Linked DNA regions of Zea mays: region 2 is linked to region 1. A link is a contact called in public Hi-C data. All regions are on one chromosome and are shown on one strand. Each heading gives the region's core, a stretch centred on a gene start, on an enhancer-like site or on the middle of the called end of the contact. The rest is flanking DNA. Distances are from core to core; before and after follow the strand shown. Region 1 holds the start of LOC100281391. Region 2 holds the start of LOC100384307.

Region 1 (3,670 bases), core at 765-3,264:
CGAGTTGCCACGTCACTATCTAGCTAGCTACTGTATTGTGTGTGTATATCAGTGTATGTACGTGAGTTGGTCGAGTTCGTGATCGACGAGGTAGCCGCAGCACGGCACGGCACCACTAGGCCTGCCGCTGCAGCTCCTTGCCGGCGATGAACGTGCCGTGCAACCCGTACGGGACGCGGCCCGGCAGCTTGACGGCGGCCTCGGCCCGCATGTCGCGGGCGTTGACGACGAGCATTTCCGACGCACCGCGGGCCTCGTCGTGCACGTAGCACAGCACGTAGCCGTCGTCCTCCGCGGCGCCCGCGGGGGCGTCGGGGCGCGGCACGAAGCAGGGCTCGCCGCCGTACCGGCCGTCGCCGTAGATGAACTTGTCGACGGTGCCGGCCTCGAGGTCCACCTTGGCGAAGCCCGACACCTTGGGCCACGGCTCGGCGATGGCGAGGTAGGCGTAGCGCGTCCTCCTGCCCAGCAGCTGCCGGTTCACCATGCCGGCCTCCAGGTTCACCTGGTCGGCGTCGCTCAGGACCGCGCGCCGCGAGGACGTGCCGGTGCGCGGGTCCAGCCGGATCTCCGACAGCACGCTGCGGAAGCTCTCCTCGCCGGCGGCGGACTCGTTGAACACGGCGTCCGCGGGGGTCATGCAGGACCCGATCACCACGACCTCGCCCGTGGCCTCGTCCTCCCACGCGTTCCAGAGGTGGAAGCAGAAGCAGTCGGGGACGTCCACCCACCGCAGCCGCGACGCGTCGGTGGCGCGCTTCGGCAGCACCCCGAACCGCGCGGTCTTGTTCCTGTCGTACACCACGGGGGAGCCGCCCAGCACCATCTCCTGGAGCTTGAACACGATCTGCTGGTCCGGGATGATGGCGTGGTTCTCGGTGACGGCGAAGTCGTGCATCATGGTGGGCGCGTCCACGGGGATCTCGACGTCGGGGGACTTGCGGCCGTCGGCGGTGAAGTAGAAGTACTTGAGGAACGGCTTGGACACGACATTGTAGCTGAGCGCGAAGAGCTCGCCGGTGGCCGGGTCCAGCTTGGGGTGCGCGATCATGGCGGTGTCGAGCTGGCCGCCGAAGTCGTAGCGCCCGGCGGTCTCGAGGTCGCCGTCGGCGGTGACGCGCACGTGGTAGGGGAGGTCGTCCTCCGACATGGCGAGGAGGCGGTTGTTGTGGTACACCAGGCCGGCGTTGGCGACCCCGATCCCCTGGGACGCGTCGAGCACGCCGCAGAGGGAGCGGGCGCCGAAGAGGAGCAGGCGCGCCACGCCCGAGTGGCCGTGCAGCTCGCCGATGGCCTTGGGGAACACGGCCCTGCCGATGGCGCGCTCCTGCCTGAGCCGCGCCGTCTCCGTGAACCGGCACGCGTACGACTCGGCGCGGCCCCCGCGGAGCCGCACGGCGTGCAGCATGCCGTCGCCGTCGAAGAGGTGGTGCCCCGCGCGCGGCGCGTGGAGCGGGTTGGCGCCGTTGCGGACGTACACGCCGTCGAGGCACGCCGGGACGCGGCCGGACACGGGCAGCTCGCCGGTGGGCGGGCGCTCCCCGACGGGCGCGTAGTTGCCGGCGATCTGGACGGCCGGGTCGGCGGTCCGTGGCAGCGGGTGCGCGCGCTCGAGGACGCCCGCGACGAGCCCCTCCTCCAGCGCGTCGAGCGCCGCCGCGGCGAGCCGCTGGAGCGGGTTCCACTTGGGAGCGGCGGCGCGCATTGGCCGCGCGGGGACCGGGGTCCTGGTCTTGCCGGTGCTGGGGTTGAACTGGGACGGCTTCTTGGGTCTGCCCGAAGCCGGCGCGGTGGCCGGAGCCGCCGGTGGAGCTGGAGCAGAGATGGAGGACGCCATTGCAGCGGAAACTAATCAGTCAGAGAGCTGGGGGTTGTGGCCCGGCCCGGTGATCAACGGAGCCAGCTGATCGAGCGGGAGCAGAAAGGCTAGCTTTGTGGCGTTTGCGCGCTGGCCTGTGTGGATGGTGAGACTTGGAGTGAGGGAGAGAAGAGCGAGCTGGGGTTGGGTTTTCGGTGTGGTGGATTCGGGTTCGGGGCGGGATTTATAGGAGGCGCTGGGGTGGGGGAGTGGGTGGTGCAGTCAAACGGGGGAGGAGGCCGACGACGTGGCGGGAGCTGAGGGCGGGACGGGGACGCGCCGCGTGCACTGCAGCCGTGTCTGTGGCTGTCCTCTTCTTGTCCGGGTGTTCTAGAGAGATGGATGGTTCGGTCGTAGTGCTTGCGGGCTGTGCGTGCCCATGGCTGCATGTCCGTCCGCTGCCCCCACCTCTGCCAATTCGCAATTGCACTCAACTGTCTCATCGTCCCACCGCTAAAGCATGACCCATCTGTATGTACCAGATTCACGCCCATGGAGTTCACTTTTTTCTCTCCTTTGACTCTAAAAAAAAAACTTTGCACGCACTTAAATTTTCGACCAAAAATTTACAATAATGCATGGTTCTCTTCTCTTGTCAACATATATCGTCTTGTTGCTAAGAAGACAATATATGGCGGCGGCGGCAGCGGCTCTGGTGGTGATTATGGCTATGTTGTGCCTCATCAACTTAATCGTGTTCTCTGACATAAGGTTCTGGTTTATAATAATAAACCCGCTTCATGGAGTTATATTGTGCTACAGCATGTCGGAAATTCCTTGGAGACCCAAAATCGTTAACGCCCCGTTTGGATCATTGGAATTGAATTCCATTCTAGTAACGCCCCGTTTGGATCAACGAAATTGAATTTCATTCTAACAATAGTAATTTATGCATATATCAATTAAGCTAATTCAGTTTTATGCAAAATATATTTGTATACTATTATTAGCAAGATATCAAAGATATTTATGTGGTATATTTTTAATATAGAGGAGTGAGACGAAGAGTGTCATGTAAGTTACAAAGTAGAAACAAATTCTACTAATGCATAAAATCATTTCCTATCCTCCACCCTATGAAATTGAGATAGGCTTATATCTGAACTTTGGAAAGTGGTGGAATGTCAAATTCCAAACTAAATAAGTTACTTTATTGAGTGAATTCTAATTCCTTTAAAATAAAGGGATCCAAACACCCCGAATAGTATTTAGCCATATATCAATTAAGCCAATTCAGTTCTATGTAAAATATATTTGTATACTATTATTACCAAGATGTCGGAGATATTTATGTGCTACATTTTTATTGTAGAGGAGTTAGACGAAGAGTGTCATGTAAGTTACAGAGTAGAAACAAATTCTACTAATGCATAAAATCATTTCTCATCCTCCACCCCATGAATTTGAGATAGGCTTATATCTAAACTTTGGAAAATGGTGGAATGTCAAATACAAACTAAATAAGTTACTTTATTAAGTGAATTTCAATTCCTCTAAAATGAAGGGGTTCAAACGCTCCGTAAGGAAAAAAAATGAAAACTGATAAAAAATATTTCTTGAGTGATCGTCAAGTAAAGTCCCCTAAATATAGATAGCATGCTCTTTATTTTCTTTCACTGTCATTTGAAACGGCTGGCAGCACTTTATTTTTAACTTTCATTCACTCAAACAAAAGGAAGGAACCCATGTCGGGAGTTACAAGCCAAGTCACTTTTGACTCAGTCGGTGGTCGGTTTACAAACATCCTAGATCCTTATTCGGTTGCACGAGGTGTTCGAAGAGAATTGATGAGAGATTATATTTCTTTCTATT
Region 2 (3,670 bases), core at 639-3,138, 330 kb before region 1:
TGATTCTATGTATCATCAAGCTATATTTCTACTCTATAATTTATAACACGCTCTTCGGCTTGCTCCTCTATAGTAGAAATGTAGCACATAAAGATTTCTCCCATATGGTCAACAGTAGTATACAGATATATTCCACATAAAGTCATATTAGCCTAAATGATTTGTGCTTAAATTATGATTGTTAGAATAGAATTCAATTCAAAGAATCCAAATGGGCCTCATAATCCTGGGTTGGGAATGTATTAATAGAAAAGTTAAGTGGGCCAAAGGCCATTACAATAGGGGTATACATGGAAACCCTAACAATATACTCTAACAAAGAGAAATATTTGACTCCATGAATGAAGGTATAGTGGTATACTCATTTGTGGATACTCAAGGGTGCTTCCAACTTATCAAATAAACAGATAATAATATAACCTGTGTGTTGAACCCAACCAATGCTTCTATTCACAAACCAGGACAAACCTACAATTCAATTACAATTGCAGACCAGATAGGCATACATGTTGCAGTTGAAACCAGTGTGCCCACATGTATTCTATGTGAGGATACAACGCGACGTGATAGGCTCCCTTGGATTACAGATTCTGATGTTTGATGGTTTTTATGCAGCCACATAGTGAGACGATAGAGGTAAAATTGAGAAGTTCAAAGAACATGAAGCAGGACATACAATTTCATTCATGGCTTTGATTACACAAATATTATAGCAGATCTGCAGCCGGTCTAGGGAACAACAATAATCTGGTCAAAAGTAACACGCAGCACAAATCTAAGTGCATGCCTTTCATGTGCTTCATAAGCATATCGCATGCGAAACACGTAAGGTTTTGAAAGCTAGATTTGATAGACCAGTAACCGCATGCCTTAACTACCAGTCCTATGTTGTGCTTGAGTGTTCCGGAGATAAGCAATTGTCCTGTTTTAGTATGTCATCGTCAAAGTGCTCGTCGTGCATGGAATTCTGACAAAACTAGCAACGGCAGGACACGTGTCGAAAACACACACAACACGCCAAGTCAGCAACTAATAAAGGATTTGCTCCGACACGCATGCCCTCATCTCCCTAGCAAGTTGGTATCACCTTGCCCATCTAGATGAGGACAGCATTCTCATGAACAATGCTGAACACTCGTGCCTCAGGTTTGATCGGTGCTGCATACCGAGACTGGACTTGGGGAAGTGCGCTCAAGCTTAAGACATTGCTAGAGACACGTGTGAACACTGAAAACCTTAAGGCCCAATTGATCACAACTAAAAATGGTGTCAGGACTCAGGACGAGATTCACTTGCCGCTACAATCACTACGTTGACAACTAACTACACTACAGCTGAATATACTATATCAATCATTGCCTCATTCAGTACAGTACATCCTAAACACTGCAAGCTGCACCATCGCGCTGCTACGGATGGGCAGCCGTTGAGCTGGTGCATCAAAATCTGGGACCCCTACAAGCCGCAGGCACAGAGGAAAGGCGCGGAGGAGCTCACCTGGCGAGCGCCCTGGAGAGCTCGTCGGCCGGGACGAGCGCGTAGCTGCGCCCGCCTCCGTTCCCGCCACCGGCGCGGCACTCCCCGCGCTCGAGGCGCAGGACGAGATCCGGGTGCAGCAAGCTGTGAAGCAGCCTGAGGCCGTAGTAGGAGGGCGACGCGGCGGCGGTGGCCGCGTACTGCACCCCGCCCGCCGCCTCCTCCTCCCGCACCCGCGCCCACCACCTGCACGTCCACCGTACCGCATTGTCAAATCAGGAACGCCAGCTCCCACCGAGCGAGTGGGAGTGGCGCACGGGGAGGGGGGAAGGGAAGTTACCTGAACGGGACGAGGCAGACGGCGGCGGGGGAGGAGGAGGCGGCGGCGAGAGCGTCGCGGCCGGAGGTGGAGGCGGAAGCCGGGTGGGAAGCGGTGGCGGCGGTGGCCATGGACCGCCGCGCGCGAGATGAGATCTGGGTCGGGTCTCGGGGAGGTGGATGGGTGGCGCACGCGAGTGAGCTGTCGTCGGGTCCTCCCGCAGGGCGAGCCGCTTGTCGCTTTTGTTTTTCTTCTGGGAGGACGCGGCGGAATTCCTTACGCCCCTCGGATTTGTAAAAGGCACGCCGCCGCGGTGGCGCTGTGGCCTGTGGAGGAGATGCGAGGGAGATGCCCAGACGGGGAATGTGAGGTGAGAGGGACTGCGCCTTGCCAACGGCTGCTTCCTGGCTGCTTCGGTTGCTTCCTTCCCTGTCTGTGTAAGCTTCGCTTTGCCTGCCAGGAGCTAGCTGTGCAAAAGTTTTACCCTGATACTCAGTTTGGATGTTGATATTAGAAGGTATAAAATTAAATTAAGTTTAATACTAAGGGACTGTTTGGTTCGTGACTAAATGTGTCACACTTTGTCTAAAGTTAGTCGTCCGAATTGAATAACTAAATTTAAGCAGAAAAGTTAGTTAAAGTGTGGCAAGTTAGGCAGTGAACCAAACATGGTCTAAATCAGTCATGGTATTGAAATGAGATGTAATTCCAATTCTATTGTTTGGATGTCACTGAATTGGAGTTTAGAATTGTGTGGTCCAATTCCACGTAATACAAAAGGGTGATGCTCTATATTGTGAGATAGAGTTTTTAGTTATAGTCCAATTTAAAGGAATTGGGTCTCTTATTCTAAATTTTAATTCCATGTGAAACAATATAATTCTGGAAAGTTAATTCCAATTTCTAATTTCGTGCTCCAATATCTACATCCAAACAGGGTATAAATTCCGACCCTAAAGCGTCAGTTCTAATAATATAAAAAAAGAATTTAATTGTATTAAAACAAGTGTTTAAAGTAAATCAAGGGTTACAAATATAATGATATTTTTTAAGGTAGAAAAGAGTCAGCACTCTTCATTAGTTCTTATTTGAGCCCTTATTCAAGGGTGTGGCTCCCACTTGATCTTATTCGAGCCCTTATGCATCGGATAGCTTCTACCTTCTCTCGGTTAGCTTTGATCCCTCGGTCCAAGACCATGAAACCGAAGAGTTTTTCTTTGGGAACCCCGAAGACGCACTTCTCGAGGTTTAGCTTGATTTTGAATCTTCATAGGTTGGCGAGCATCTCCTCCAGATCAGCGATGAGATCATCAAACTTCTTGGTCTTCACAACAATGTCATTGACGTAAACCTCTATGTTGCGTCTGACTTGTTCGACGAAGCACTGGAGCATGCACCGCTGGTACATGGCTCCGGTGTTCTTCAATCCAAATGGCATGGAGACATAGCAGAATGTTCTGAAGGGGATGATGAAGGTGGTGGCGTGTTGATCTTCCTCATTTATGGAAATTTGGTGGTAGCTTGAGTAGGCATCCAAAAAAGAGAGGAGTTCGCACCTGTCGGCGGAGTCAACAACCTAGTCGATGCACGGGAGAGGGAAAGGATCCTTGGGGCATGCCATGTTGAGCCCGATGTAATCGACGCACATCCTCCAGCTTCCATTCTTCTTTTTAACAAGCATAGGGTTTGCAACCACACTGGGTGGTGTATTTCTATCACGAACCCTGCTGTTAAGAGCTTCATAACTTCTTCGTCGATGGCCTTGCGTTCTTCGTCGAAGCGGCGGAGCGACTGACCTGGCCGTCGACTGGATGTTTAGGGAGTGCTCGGCGATCTCCCTTGGGATCCCCATGTCCGCGGGTTTCCAAGTGAAGA

What was found. Hi-C and Micro-C count contacts between places; a contact is called where the count stands out from the background.
Region 2: a contact with region 1 is called in a Hi-C map of leaf mesophyll, with 4 times the contacts expected there. The contact joins the promoter of LOC100384307 here to the promoter of LOC100281391 in region 1. A contact is called at or near these places in 3 of 25 Hi-C or Micro-C datasets (bundle sheath, endosperm and leaf mesophyll).

The regions. Positions count from the first base shown.
Region 1 is chr7:6,243,898-6,247,567 of Zm-B73-REFERENCE-NAM-5.0, reverse strand. It overlaps LOC100281391, which reads right to left and starts at 2,014. Exons shown (of 1, transcript NM_001154309.2): 1 at 1-2,014. The coding sequence starts at 1,837. The coding sequence ends at 116.
Region 2 is chr7:6,575,183-6,578,852 of Zm-B73-REFERENCE-NAM-5.0, reverse strand. It overlaps LOC100384307, which reads right to left and starts at 1,888. Exons shown (of 12, transcript NM_001398815.1): 1 at 1,817-1,888; 2 at 1,498-1,722.